2 separate regions of the Sus scrofa genome follow, and region 1 is linked to region 2. Evidence: chromatin contacts called from public Hi-C data. All regions are on one chromosome and are shown on one strand. The core of a region is the stretch at or near the end of the contact, and the rest is flanking DNA. Distances in the headings are between cores, read along the strand shown. Region 1 holds the start of SMPD3 (sphingomyelin phosphodiesterase 3). Region 2 holds the start of PLA2G15 (group XV phospholipase A2).

Region 1 (6,441 bases), core at 394-2,893, 200 kb after region 2:
ACCCTGTTACCATTGCACACACAGCACCCGGAGGCAGGACCCGCGGGGGTGGGAGTTGGCGGGGGGGTGGGGTGGGAGGGAAGGGTGTGGGGTATATAGTGCCCTGCCCCGCGCGGCCGCCTCCTCCCTCGGGATTTTCCATCCCCGCTCGCGCGGGCCCGCGAGGAGCCAGCACGCTTTGTCTCCTGCCTGGCTTCTGTCACGCTTCCGCGGAAGCTCCCCGCGCCGCACCCGAACCCCCCCTCCCTCGGCCTCGCCCCCCGCCCAGCCGGTGGCGCAGGCCCGCCAGTGCGGCGACCGCGGCTTTGTCCTCCCTCGGATGCTGGGGCCGAGCTTGAAAGCCCTGCGCTCAGAGCGGCCGCCGCGTGGCTGGGAGATAGGTGTCTGTAGCTGGATCTGAGGCGCACCCTGCGCCGAGCGGAACAGCCCGAGGGTCTACAGCCGCGGTGGGCGTCTACCTGGAGCTTCAGGGTGCCCGAGAGGGGACTAGCCCTGTCCCGCCCAGCACGTGCCCATCCGGGTCTGGCTCCCCGATGCGGTACAGGAGCACGGGCTCCGGAGTGGGGCGGGGAGGGTCGTCTCGACTAAGGGCCCCTGGCCTGGACCGAGGTAGAGGGGGGTCAAGGTGGTAAGGCGTGGAAGGGGAGAGGCCAGGGAGGTTCCTCAATCCCTCTTACTTTTCCCCACTGCACACCTCACCCCCTGGCCACTCTGACCTTAGGCGCGGGGCCCAGATCGCAAAGGACCCTGAGAACCCGTCAGTGCTTTCCTGTACCGGCGACTCCTGTCAGAGTAGGGAGGGGTCTCCCAGCCTTTACCCTCACATCTCATTTTCCCCTACCCCCCATAACCAAGGCGGGTCCAGGTGGGAGGGGAAGAGTCCTCTGTCTCCATCTTCATCCCGTTTCCCCTCCTCAGAAGCCCTCGGCTTCAGCAGAGAGATGAGTACTAGGATAGGTGTTCATGACATCCCCAAACAGCCCTTCCTCAATAATCCCAGAAGATTCTGAGCAGACGAGGAGGCGTCCCGCTGTTTTATCCATTCCATCCAGACTCTTTGTAACCTTAAGGAGCCGAGGTGTTGTGGGGAAGAGTCCCCCTTCCTCTGAATCTTTCATCTCAAGACACTTTCCCATTCTCAATAATCCAGGCAGCCTGGACTTCAGGCACTAGAGGAGAGAAGCTCCAAGCTCTTAACGCCCTCTCACTAGGGATGGAGGGGCAGGTCACCAGCCCTCTACCTTCACGCTCAAGAGCCCCCTTCACCATAAGACAAAAACTAACCAAAGCTGCTCCGACCTCAGACGCGGGGCCACAGTCAGCAGCGCTCCAGGACAATGGTCTTGAGGGCGGTGAGGACAGGTCCCATCAACTCACCAGGCCCCCTCATGCCTCAATTCATTCCCTCCCCAATAAAACAAAAGCGAATCTGAAAGCACCGACCTCAGAAAGGCTGGAGGGCGGTCTAGGAGCTCCTCCGAGCTCTTCACGGCTCCAGCTTCTAGGCGATGCCTCTCGCGACGGCGACGGCGCGGTACGCGGCTGCGACCGCGGCGCCTGCAACCTCGGCTCGCGCAACCGGAGCCTCCCTCGGACTCAGCACCTGGAGAGGCGAACAGCTCCGCGCCTCATTCCGATGACCCCGCCTCCTCCGTGCCTCCGTAGCCAATGGCCACCCGGGCCCCGCCCAGGAGGCCGCCCATTGGGGGGGTGCAGTCCCGGCTCCCTGCTGCCCCGCCCGCGGGTTCCTCTGTCTCTCTAGCAGGACCTCATTCCCCAGAGACGCCGGAGTTTTACGCGCCGGCTTCTGGAACCTGTAGTCCTTTAAGGACGCAGAGTGGGCTCAAGTCGCGGGCAGGTAACCAGAGGTGGACTGCATTTCCCAGAGTGCATTGACGAAACGCAGGCGCTGAGGAGGGCGGGAGGACTGTTTCTATAGCAAAGGCGGCTGGTTGGGAGTGGCTGACGGAGAAATGGGGCAGGCCGTGGGACCCTCGAAGGATTGTGCAGGATTTCGGGCGGCCTCTTAGGAGGCCGTTTCTATTCTTGTCTGTCCTCGATCCCCACTCCGGGAGCTGGGCTTCAGTTTTCTTATCTGGAAAGAGGGGCATGGAGTCGTCTCTCCACCCACACTCTGCGGTGTTAGGGCAATTCGAGAGCAAGCCCCTTTGGTTTGCCTAGCAAAGGTGAGAGAGGAAGGATACCTTCGACATGAGAGTGGAAGGGGCACGTTCTGAGTTTTATCCCTTTATTTTTGCCTCGATCTTGTCATTGAGCGCTTTGCTTTTGGTCATTTTCCTTGGGCCTTCCTGTCCTGGGTTCTGGCCTCCTTCACGACACCCCCCATACCTCAGGCAGGGTCTCTCACAGCGTAGCCAGGGGGGTGCCTCTCCTGCTTGAAACCCTTCGCCCAGCTTCTCACTGCCTCCAGAATTAAATCCACTTTTTTCAGTATCAATGTAAAGGCCCTTCAAGATCTGAACTTTGGAGGCTGGGAAGCCTCAAGCGCCCGTTCTCTCCCATAGGTTCCTCCCCCCTCCACTCAGCTAACCCCGCACACTCTTCAGGCCCCAGCCTAGACGCAGCCTCCTCAGGGAAGTCTTTCCAGAGGCCCGGCTCAGTTTGAGGTACCTCACCTTGTGTTTGAGCAGCACCCTTTACTTCCCCTGTTCTGTTTGCGTGTTTGAGTGCCTATCTTCTGTACTAGATTGTAAAATCCACATAGCAAGGACCATGTCTATATTATTCATATTTATAGTCCAGCACCTGTAGTGTCCGGCACATAGTAGTGTATTATATATATATATATATATATATTTTTTTTTCCTTTTTTAGGGCCACACCCATGGCCTATGGAGGTTCCCAGGCTAGGGGTTGAATTGGAGCTTCAGCTGCCAGCCTACACCACAACCACAGCAACACCAGATCCAAGCCTCGTCTACGACCCACTCCACAGCTCACAACAGCGCCAGATCCCTAACCCATTAATCAAGGCTAGGGATCGAACCCGCGTCCTCATGGATGCTAGTCAGATACGTTTCCGCAGAGCCACAACAGGAACTCCTCAATAGGTGTTTGTTGAATTGAAAATGAGTGTACAGGAATCAAATTTTCCTCATACCTCCATGATCTTGCTATCCTAAAGTCAGGTGTTTCCCATTGCTGAGAGCATTCAACTAAAGGGATGCAACCCCCTTGAAGAAATGCTCATGTCATTCATACAGTGGATTGGAATTTGGCCTGAGTGCTTTGAAGGCCTTTCAATTCCACGATGCCAGAGAGTGATAGATTCATGCCCTTTATTCCTTGGAAGTTCTGTCAGTTCTCCCCTAAATGTCATTAGTTCTTTGTGTTCCTCTATTTCTAGCTGTTGGCCCTTCTTCTATGTCTAAACATCCTACCTCCCACTCCCTTTCTGGGAAAGATCTGCTCCTGTCAGTTATGAAGTAAAGACAGTCTGAGATCCCTGCCCTTCTTTTAGTCCTCTGCCCAGTGTCATAGAACCCTGGTGGTGATATCCCACCTTGCTAGGTAGCATCTTTTCTGAATCTTTCCCCACTCAAGGTCCCCAGTGTTGGTCAGATGGTCCAGTTAATCCCACACATGCTTCGTATGTCACTTCATCCAGACATTTTTGGGTGTATTTTAGCTAAAGCATTCTTGGGATAATGCCTTAATAAACAGGAGAGTTAATTTATGGCCAAAGAAGTAACCAGGGAAGCTATTAATATAAACCTGTTTCAAATCAAAAAGACAGAGCCTGAGACAACAACTGTGCCATTCTTGAGTTAATGACATCCAGAGAGGGAAGGCCAGAATGGGGCAATGAGTCAAATGGATTGCATTTAGGGGAGAACTACTGGACTTCTAAGAGGCATGGCGGAGGGGCTTTGATCCTCCTGGCCTAAACCATGAGGAAAGGCCTTTGGGGCTGAGTGGACACATGGAGGCCTCATTACTAAAGATGAGAAAACTGTAGGGAGGCAGGGGCAGTAGGATTTGTGCTGACAGACTGTCTAATTCTGTGGATGCAGTGAGAGCAGAGGCTGTTGGAAAAGCGGGAAGGCAGAGGACTACACTACAGGGCAGGCATCAGCACAGCATCGGCAAAGTATCTGCAGAGGGCTACCAAAGAAGACCTCCTGGAGCCACACTTGAAACTCTAGAGGTAAGTTTACCCTTCAGAAGTAGTGCTAATGTTTAGGAAATTGATGTAAGTAGGGTAAAAGTCAGGATTCCACGATTCTTCCCGAAAGCAGCAACTAAAATAGTATCGGCCCAGCCAAGCAGAGTCAGGAAACCTGGATCCTAATTCTGATTTTACCGCTAATCAGAGAGATGTGTGACCTGGGCTGCACTTGTTTCTTCCATTGTAAAATGGTATTTATTGGTGGTAGGGAGCAGCTAATAAGATGGTGGTGGGGAAATTTACTAGCTTTGTGACTTTGTATAAACCACCTTCTCGGATCTGCCCTTGGCTTATTCGACAGTATTGTAATGGAGAAATAAAACACCTTATGCAAAGAAGTTTGTGAAAATTAAGCACTCAATGAACATTTGTCTGTTTCCACATTCTTCATCTTGGATTCTCAGAAGCTGGTTTGATTGTGAATAAATAGGCAGGAAGCAGTGTCCTGGGTAATTTGTTGAAATCCCCATTCTTTCTTATGAGTTTCATGATTTTGATCAGGCATATGTTCAATATATTTGTTTTGTCACTTTCAAGGAGTAGCGTTAGAACAGAGAACTTTAAGAAAAAGGAATTCGAGATGCTTCTAAGCTAGAATTGCAAAGGATCCAGGGGAACATTGAGCTAGTCTCCTACCTTGTTAAAGAGGAAAAAGGTCTCAGTGACGTTCCATAGACCCTCAGTAACGAGGGGATTAACCAGAATGCTAAATCTCAGACATAGGATTGGAGTAACTCAGGCTGGGTCCTGAAGGGAGGCTGAGAAGTAGAACTTTATTCTAAGGATAATGAAGGTTTTTAAGGAGATGTACATTTTGAAAAGGGGTTGGGCCTATGTGGAGAATGACTGGAAGAAGATGAGGCTTAGATTTAGGTTTGAGTTGCTGCAGTGATGCAGCACAGTGTCTATGATGATGGGGGAAAGGAGTAGATCTGAGATATATTAAGGAGGCAGAAATTCGGAGGACTGGGGAGTTCCTGTCGTGGCGCAGTGGTTAGCGAATCCGATTAGGAACCATGGGGTTTCCAGTTCGGTTCCTGCCCTTGCTCAGTGGGTTGATGATCCGGCGTTGCCGTGAGCTGTGGTGTGGGTTGCAGACGTGGCTCGGATCCCACGTTGCTGTGGCTCTGGTGTAGGCTGGCGGCTACAGCTCCGATTCGACCCCTAGCCTGGGAACCTCCATGTGCCCAGTGGCCAAGAAATAGCAAAAAAAAAAAAAAAAAAAAGATGAAAAAAAGGAAATTCGGAGGACTTTGTGAGTGATGAGCTGAGGGTGTGGAGGAGAGTAGTCTGAATCAAAGGTGATGCACAGGTGTCTGCCTTGGTAACTAGGTAGCTGGATGGTGGTGCTTTCTTCTGAGATATGGAATAGTAAAGGAGCAGGTTTAGGCAGGAAGAGGAGGAGGTGAGTTTGAGGTGAGTGGGGCATCAAGTGAGGTGTCCATTAGATGATTTGGAGCTTTTCATGGGACAATGCCTTCGTATATGGGAGTAATTAATCCATGGCCAAAGAAGAAGTAATCAGGGGAACTATTACCCTGAACCTAATTCAAACCAAAAAGACAAGAGCCTGAGAGCCTGTTATCCTTGAGAGATCTGATCTGGAGAAAGAACCTTAAGTTATTGAATTATCACCATATATATCATAACTGAAGCTATGGAAATGGATGAAATCCTTTGGTAGGGAAGATGAAAGAGAAAGCCAAAATCCTTTAGGAAATATCAACATTTAAGGGACAAGTAGAGGAAGAGTAGCCCAGAAATAAAGGTGAGAATGGAAAGACAAGAGGAAAAGAATGGTGTGCCACTGAAACCAAATGGAGGAAGTGAGGTGACATAGTGCAGAATGGTCCAGTAGACCACAAGTGCACACCACATTTAGCGACAAAGAGGTCACTGGCAATCATGGGGAGAGTGGGTTCCATGGAGTAGCAGGAACAGAAGTCTGAGGATGTGGGAGGTGGACATAGATAACTCTTGTTAGTGGTTTGAAGGGGGAGGAGGAAGAAAACCAGGAAGAATGTAGAGTTGGGAGACAATGTTGTTTTAAGTTGGGAGAGATTAGGACATTTCAAAGTGCCAATGGGGAAAAGCCAGTATAGGGACAGTTGAGGATACAGGAACGAGAGGGATTGAAGATGGAGTGAGGTCAGCAAGAGGATGGGAGATGGTGCGGTTCAGAGTGAGCCTCAGGCGGGAGCAGAGAGAGGAAGGAGCTGGAGATGCAGGTAGGTCAGTGTGTCAGTAGGTAT
Region 2 (6,464 bases), core at 3,206-5,705:
CTGCCACTAAGACAGCAGGCATTGTAGCTGCAGGTACCTGAAGGTCCAGGCAGATACAGGGTGAGGTTCCTCACCTGGGGAGTGTGGCTATTCTCTCAGACCTCCAAGGCCTGTAAGAGTGGTGTAAAATATCTCTCCCTCCTGGGAGATATTTCTCTGTGGAGGAGGATTCACCGCTGGGTGCTTGCTTGGGATCCATCGCAGCGATCCACACTTGTCGGCCCAGGCCCATCCCCACCCTCAGCGGCCAGAAGCCACCAGTGGGGGCAGCTGCAACCCTTCCTTACCTCCCAGGCCCCCAGGGGAGCAAGTGCATTGGAGTTCCCACCTCCCTTGCTTTTGCCTCGAAATAGCCGCTGAGTACCCACCAGAGGGCGCGCTGACTCTGTAGTCTGGAACCAGGTGTTGCTGGTCAAGGAGGAGCTGGCACTAGAGGGCTTGACCCTGGAGGGATGCTCCAGGTCTTTGGGTGAAAGGGGAAGCCCTTGGCACCGCCCCACCCCAAGGACACTAACCTCCCACTTGAGGGTCTTCTCTCGAGGCTCCTAGCTCTCTGTACAAAGGCCAAGGTTTTAAGCTTAGATTTCAGGGCCCTGCACCATTTTCACTCCCTGCGTACTCCAGATACACTGCTGTGATCTTTCAGGTCTCCAGACTGCTGCACATGCTAAGCTCCCTGCGTGGAGCACCCATCTAATTACTCATCCTTTTATTTTCCTGGCAAATTCCTATCTATCCTTCAAGACACAGCTCTAGTAATTCATCCTCCAGGCAGCCTTCCTTGATGTCTAGGCCAGGTTAGAAGCATTGTTCTGGGCCCCTTATCCCAGGATTCTGTCATGATTGGGTCAGTGTTTGGCTTCTCAGGACTCCAGGAAGCCGGGCAGCAGAGGAATAGAAGCCTGCTGAGCTGTGAGCTTTAAGAAGATTCATTTAGCCTCCAAACAGGCTCAGCTCTGGCTACCAAACCAGCTCAGAGGCCCTAGTCTTGATTGGGTTCCCACAAGCCCAGCCACACACCTGGTCCAGGCGGGGGAACTTAGAGCTTTATCGAGGGAGAGGGGCTGCAAAGGGCCAGGTTACAAGAGTTCCCGTTGTGGTGCAGTGGAAATGAATCCAGCTAGTAACCATGAGGTTGCAGGTTCAATCTCTGGCCTCACTCAGTGGGTTGAGGTTTCAGCGTTGCCATGAGCTGTGGTGTGGGTCACAGACGCGGCTTGGATCCTGCATTGATGTAGACTGGCCGCTGTAGCTCCGATTCAACCCCTAGCCTAGGAACTTCCATGTGCTGTGGGTGCAGCCCTCAAAAAGCAAAAAGGAAAAGGGGGGGGGGGTATCGGGTTACACAGGAGGGACAGATTCTCACCTGAAGAAGACACCTCATCTGGCCTGGCTCTTCAGTCTCATGATTTACTCCCTCTTCTAGCCTTTACCCAGAATGTTCTACTCCACCGTAACACTTTGTCTTTTTCCCAGTCTTTCCCAGAGCTCACATCCAACCCCGCGGCCCTCGCAGTCCCTTATTTTCTTCTCTAGGTCTGACAGGCGCCAGGACCTTATCCTGGAAAGAGGGAGCATTATAAGGAAGAGGTTCATCACTCATTCATTCAACATCTGTTAAGCATCTGCTGTGTGCCAGGGACTATGCTGGTGGTAACTCGTAACTGAGGAGGTGACAGTTCATAGGACCGAGGAGGGGCTGGCTCTTCCAACGGCTATATTTTAATGAGAGCTAGGCAGGGGCTGCTTCAAAGACAGTGGTCATGTCTGAGCTGAGACCTAATTGCAGAGCTCAGTTGAGTCCCCACAATTGGGGTCTTCAGAGTGGTCTCAGTGCAACAAGTACAGAAGTCCTGAGGGAGAATGAAGTTGTCCCGTTCTAGGCAGCAAGGGAGGCGTTGAGGCTGGAGATGAGAAAGCTGGGAAGAGGGAGAGTAGAAGTTGGGGGAAATAGCCAGAATACCTTACATGGCCCTCACTCACTGTAAGTGAGATGCATATGATGCATGCAATGGGAGGGTTGTGAGTGGGTTAGGTGGACAGTGATGGGACCTGATTTTTTTTTTTTTTTTTTTTTGCTTCCTTTTAGGCCTTAGGCCCGCACTCACGGCACATGGAGGTTCCCAGGCTAGGGGTCAAATTGGAGTTGTAGCTGCTGGCCTAAGCCACAGCCACAGCAATGCCAAATCCAAGCCGTGTCTGCAACCTATACCACAGCTCAGGCAATTCCAGATCCTTAACCTGCTGAGCAAGGCCAGGGATTGAACCTGCATCCTCATGGATGCTAGTCAGATTTGTTCCTATGGAGCCACAACAGGAACTCCCTGATTTAATTTTTAGTGCCACAGGAATAAGGGCATAGATTGGACATCAATAAGGAAGACACTGGAGTTCCCGTCATGGCGCAGCGGAAAAAAATCCAACAAGGGAACCATGAGGTTGTGGGTTCGATCCCTGGCCTTGCTCAGTGGGTTAAGGATCCGGTGTTGCTGTGAGCTGTAGGCTGGCAGTTATAGCTCCCATTTGACCCCTAGCCTGGGAACTTCCATATGCCTTGGGTGCAGCCCTGAAAAGACAAAAGACTATATGGATGAGGGTAGTTTGGTTTGGGGAGGGTAGAGTTGGCAAAACCTGGTGACCACCTAGTTGTGGGTCTGAGAGTCAAGGAGGTATCTAGAGTCCAGGATGACCCCAGGTCTGTAGCCAGAATAATCATGTAGATGGTGGGGTCATAGTCAAAAGGGGAGACCTTCACCTGCTGCCCCCTCTCCACAGTGCCAGCACAGGTTATTGCTGACCAGGCCTTGGCACCCCCTCCCTCCATGGCCATAATCCTATCATCTGCAGGAACTATGGGAGTGGGCACCAGGGAACCAAGGACAGGGCCACACTTCGAGGCGCCTGTGGTCACCTGAGGCTGCTAGGCTGAGAAGACATTCAGACTGTGGCTGTAGTCCAAGGCAGCCTAGATTGTCCTGATTCTTATCCTACCCCCACTTAGCACTTGCCCTGGCAGGAGGGCCTCTAGGTTCTCTCACACTGGCCCTCTGCTGGGGCCTGGGTTGAAGGTGAGGGAGGCAGTGGTTTTAGAAGGTGGATCCCCTGGGCCAGGGTCTGAGGTGAGAGATAGCTGGACCTTAGGAGAGGAGGGTACCCCAATTACCAATGTGCTTCACTAAAAGAACACAAGAGAGGCAGGCCAAGACAGTGAGTATGTTCATTGACTGTCACTCCAGAGAGGCTGGATAAAGAGGAAAAAAGAAGGGAGGGAGGGAGGGGCAGGACAGAAGTCTTGGGACCAGCCAGGCATAACCAGGGTGTTTACTGGCCCTCCAGAGAGGGTATGTGAAGGATCAAGACCTCCAGTCTCCAAACACGCTGGTCTCTCTATTCCAGAATGAAGTATGGTACTGGAGTATTACTGGCTGTTAAGTCTTTTGCCCACTCTATTCACCCCAATTCCATGTGCAGAGTCTGTGTCCTCTCTGGAATGAGTTTGCATGGGGTGGGAGTGGCCTGGGGCATGAGATTCCAACACCACCCCTCCTGCTTTTCGTAGAAACTTGCAGATGGCCATGGCACTGGGTTGAGGCTCAAGCTCACTCTTTTTTTTTTTTTTTTTGTCTTTTTTGTCTTTTGTCTTTTGTTGTTGTTGTTGTTGCTATTTCTTGGGCCGCTCCCGCGGCATATGGAGGTTCCCAGGCTAGGGGTCGAATCGGAGCTGTAGCCACCGGCCTACGCCAGAGCCACAGCAACGCGGGATCCGAGCCACGTCTGCAACCTGCACCACAGCTCACGGCAACGCCGGATCGTTAACCCACTGAGCAAGGGCAGGGACCGAACCAGCAACCTCATGGTTCCTAGTCGGATTCGTTAACCACTGCGCCATGACGGGAACTCCTCAAGCTCACTCTTGCTTAACCCAGCCAGCGAACTGCTTGGTCAAGGCGAAGTGGTGTTTATGAAACCCCGAAACAGGCGAACTGAATTCTCACTGGAAAGAGAAATGCTTACCAGGCTAATGTTGCCTGAACCCAGATGCCCTTGGGGCAGAGTGCAAAGAACCAGCCTGGGAGATGCATAAGGTTGCTGGTCAGCTCCTGGTCCCAAGTTCCAGAACTAGTTGCCGGGGAATGACTTATCCCCTTTTTCCTCTTATTTGATCCGGGTCACTCAGCAGCAGCGAGCATTGGACCCGCTCGGCCCGGCGCATTCTAGATCCCTGGTAAGGGAGGCGCCAGGAATCGGGGGTGAGGGCTACGCAGCGTGGACTTTGGGGTGTCCAGCGGCGAGCTGGGTCCGACCAGCTGGGAATATGAGTGGAAACCGGGCTGAGCCTCAGCCGATCGATGCACTCGGCGTGCAGCGCGGTTAAGGGAGTTGGCCCGGGATGAGCAGGGGCGGGGCGGTGAGCTCTGACTGGGAGGGACGCCCAGGCAGCGAGTCCCTATTGGCAGACCATTTGCAGGAGGCGGGCCCTGATTGGCCCAGCCTCTGTGAAGGCTGTGAGCGGCGGGGTTAAGTGCGTCGCCGCCGCCCGGGCCTAGGCACGAGACGCGAGAGCTGAATCCGCACCTCAGACCAGCAGCTGCAGTCGCTGCTATGGGTCTCTGCCCCTACCGCGCCGCCCTGCTTCCGAGTGTCCTCCTGTTCCTCCTGATGCTCACAGACCCGGCGCTCCCAGCCGGACGTCCCCCACCGGTGGTGCTAGGTAAGGCGCGCGTCCAGTCGTGGGTCCGTTTGTTCGTGCGTCCAGCTGGATGGGGCTCGGGCGAGGCTGTCTTCCAGTTCTGCATCTGCTCTAAGCATGGGATTGGGGAAGATATGACTGTCTTGTCACCTGGGTCGGTCCGTCCGCTTCCCGCTTTGCTGGGCGCGGGTGTGGTGAAACTCTTGTCACCTTCCACTGTAGAATATAGGGATAAGTGGGATGGTTACCGCGCATTTGTGCGTCAGTTCAGTCGTTATTCCCAAACATGTCAGCCCCAAACATCCCCATTTTTCACCTGGAAAGACCGAGGCCCTTTGGCCCCGCAAAGGAGGTGGGGTGGCTTCGGAGTTGGCTCTCAGAAGCCTCAGCGTTGACTTGGGCCTGGCTAGAAGATGGTCTCCCTTTGCCTTTCAAGCCCCACAAGTTTCAGAGTGCATTACTGAAAGGAAGTTCTTTGGAGAAAGGATTCCTCTCCTAGCCTTCCACGAGGGCTCCGCCTGACTTAGCAAATGTGTGGCCCTGAGCCTGAGAGAAGAGGCTCAAGGGTATCCGAGGGTGGCCATAGACAGAGGTAGGAGTTGAGACAATGACTGTGAACAGATGTCATACTCTACCCTTACTTCTGCCACACCTTCTTGGACTACGCTATGTTGGGGTTAGGCAACCTCCCCTGCCTGTGTTCTCCTTGGTCCTGGCCCAGGCCGCTCAGTGTTTCCTACTGGTGGGTGTGGACATGGATGAGGCCTCTGTCTTGAGGGCTTTGGGTACCTCATTCAGGCCGTGACCAGCCAGGACTCTAGAAGGCAGAGGCATGCTGAGGTATACGTTACATACTGAACGGCTGCAGCATGACCCCCCCCCCCATGCTCTTTCTACTGTAGTGTTTTAATGAGGATGATGCAGATCACAGAGGGTGGGGTTGGCATGCAGTCCCAGGCACGCCCACCAGGAGCTCTGGGCCAAGAAATGCTCCAGGGGTATGCCAAGTTCACCAGAGGGTCTGGGCAGATTTGGTCCTGCTTCCCCTAAGCTGGCAGGATGATCCTGAGAGCTGAGGTCTGTGATAGGCAAACACAGAGAATCCACCAACCCAGTCGGGGAAGGCTTCCTGGAGTACGCAGCTGGGGCTGAGGCCCAGAGAGAGCTCCAGGCAGAGGGAACTGCATATCGGAGGGAGGGAACTAAGCAGTCCTGGCTGCCTGGAATGGAGTGGGGGCAGGGGTGGATTGTGCGGGCCTCGTGACTGGATGGGTCATCCGGACTTTATCGTGGGGGCCTTTAGGGAGCCTTATGTGAACCTAAGGAGTTTTGAGTATGAACACTGTGGCATTGGGAAGTGTGTGGTCTCTGACTGGACTGGTCCTAGGCCTTTTTACCTCATTAATTCGTTCAGTTCTGGGTTATCCTGGGTCACAGCAGAAGAGCCTCAGGCCTCACCTAGAGGCTCAGAGTAACTGGAATCCTAACCTGCCTAACTCGTCAGAGTATGAGGCTATTGGCATTAATCCTGGGAAACCCCATTGTGGGCAGCAGACAAGCTCTTCCTGGGCACAGAGCAGGGACCGACCTGACCTTGACCATCAGAGGATTGGCATCCAAGGGTGACTGGTCTCTATGGGTGGGACCCAGATTGAAGGGAGAGGAAGCAGAAGCCAGAGAAGGGGTACAGAAGACCCTGGGCAAGGGGAAGGGACTGTAGCAAGCCATTTCCACCTCTCACCCTCAGTCGCCTTATCTATAAAGTAGACATAAT

Evidence for each region. Hi-C and Micro-C count contacts between places; a contact is called where the count stands out from the background.
Region 1: a contact with region 2 is called in a Hi-C map of embryonic fibroblasts, with 3 times the contacts expected there. The contact joins the promoter of SMPD3 here to the promoter of PLA2G15 in region 2. A contact is called at or near these places in 1 of 5 promoter capture datasets (liver) and 4 of 47 Hi-C or Micro-C datasets (embryonic fibroblasts, liver and undifferentiated spermatogonia).

Annotation. Positions count from the first base shown.
Region 1 is chr6:29,023,754-29,030,194 of Sscrofa11.1, forward strand. SMPD3 (sphingomyelin phosphodiesterase 3) reads right to left here and starts at 1,644. Exons shown (of 9, transcript XM_005655777.3): 1 at 1,444-1,644.
Region 2 is chr6:28,816,165-28,822,628 of Sscrofa11.1, forward strand. PLA2G15 (group XV phospholipase A2) reads left to right here and starts at 4,456. Exons shown (of 5, transcript XM_021094161.1): 1 at 4,456-4,711. The coding sequence starts at 4,603.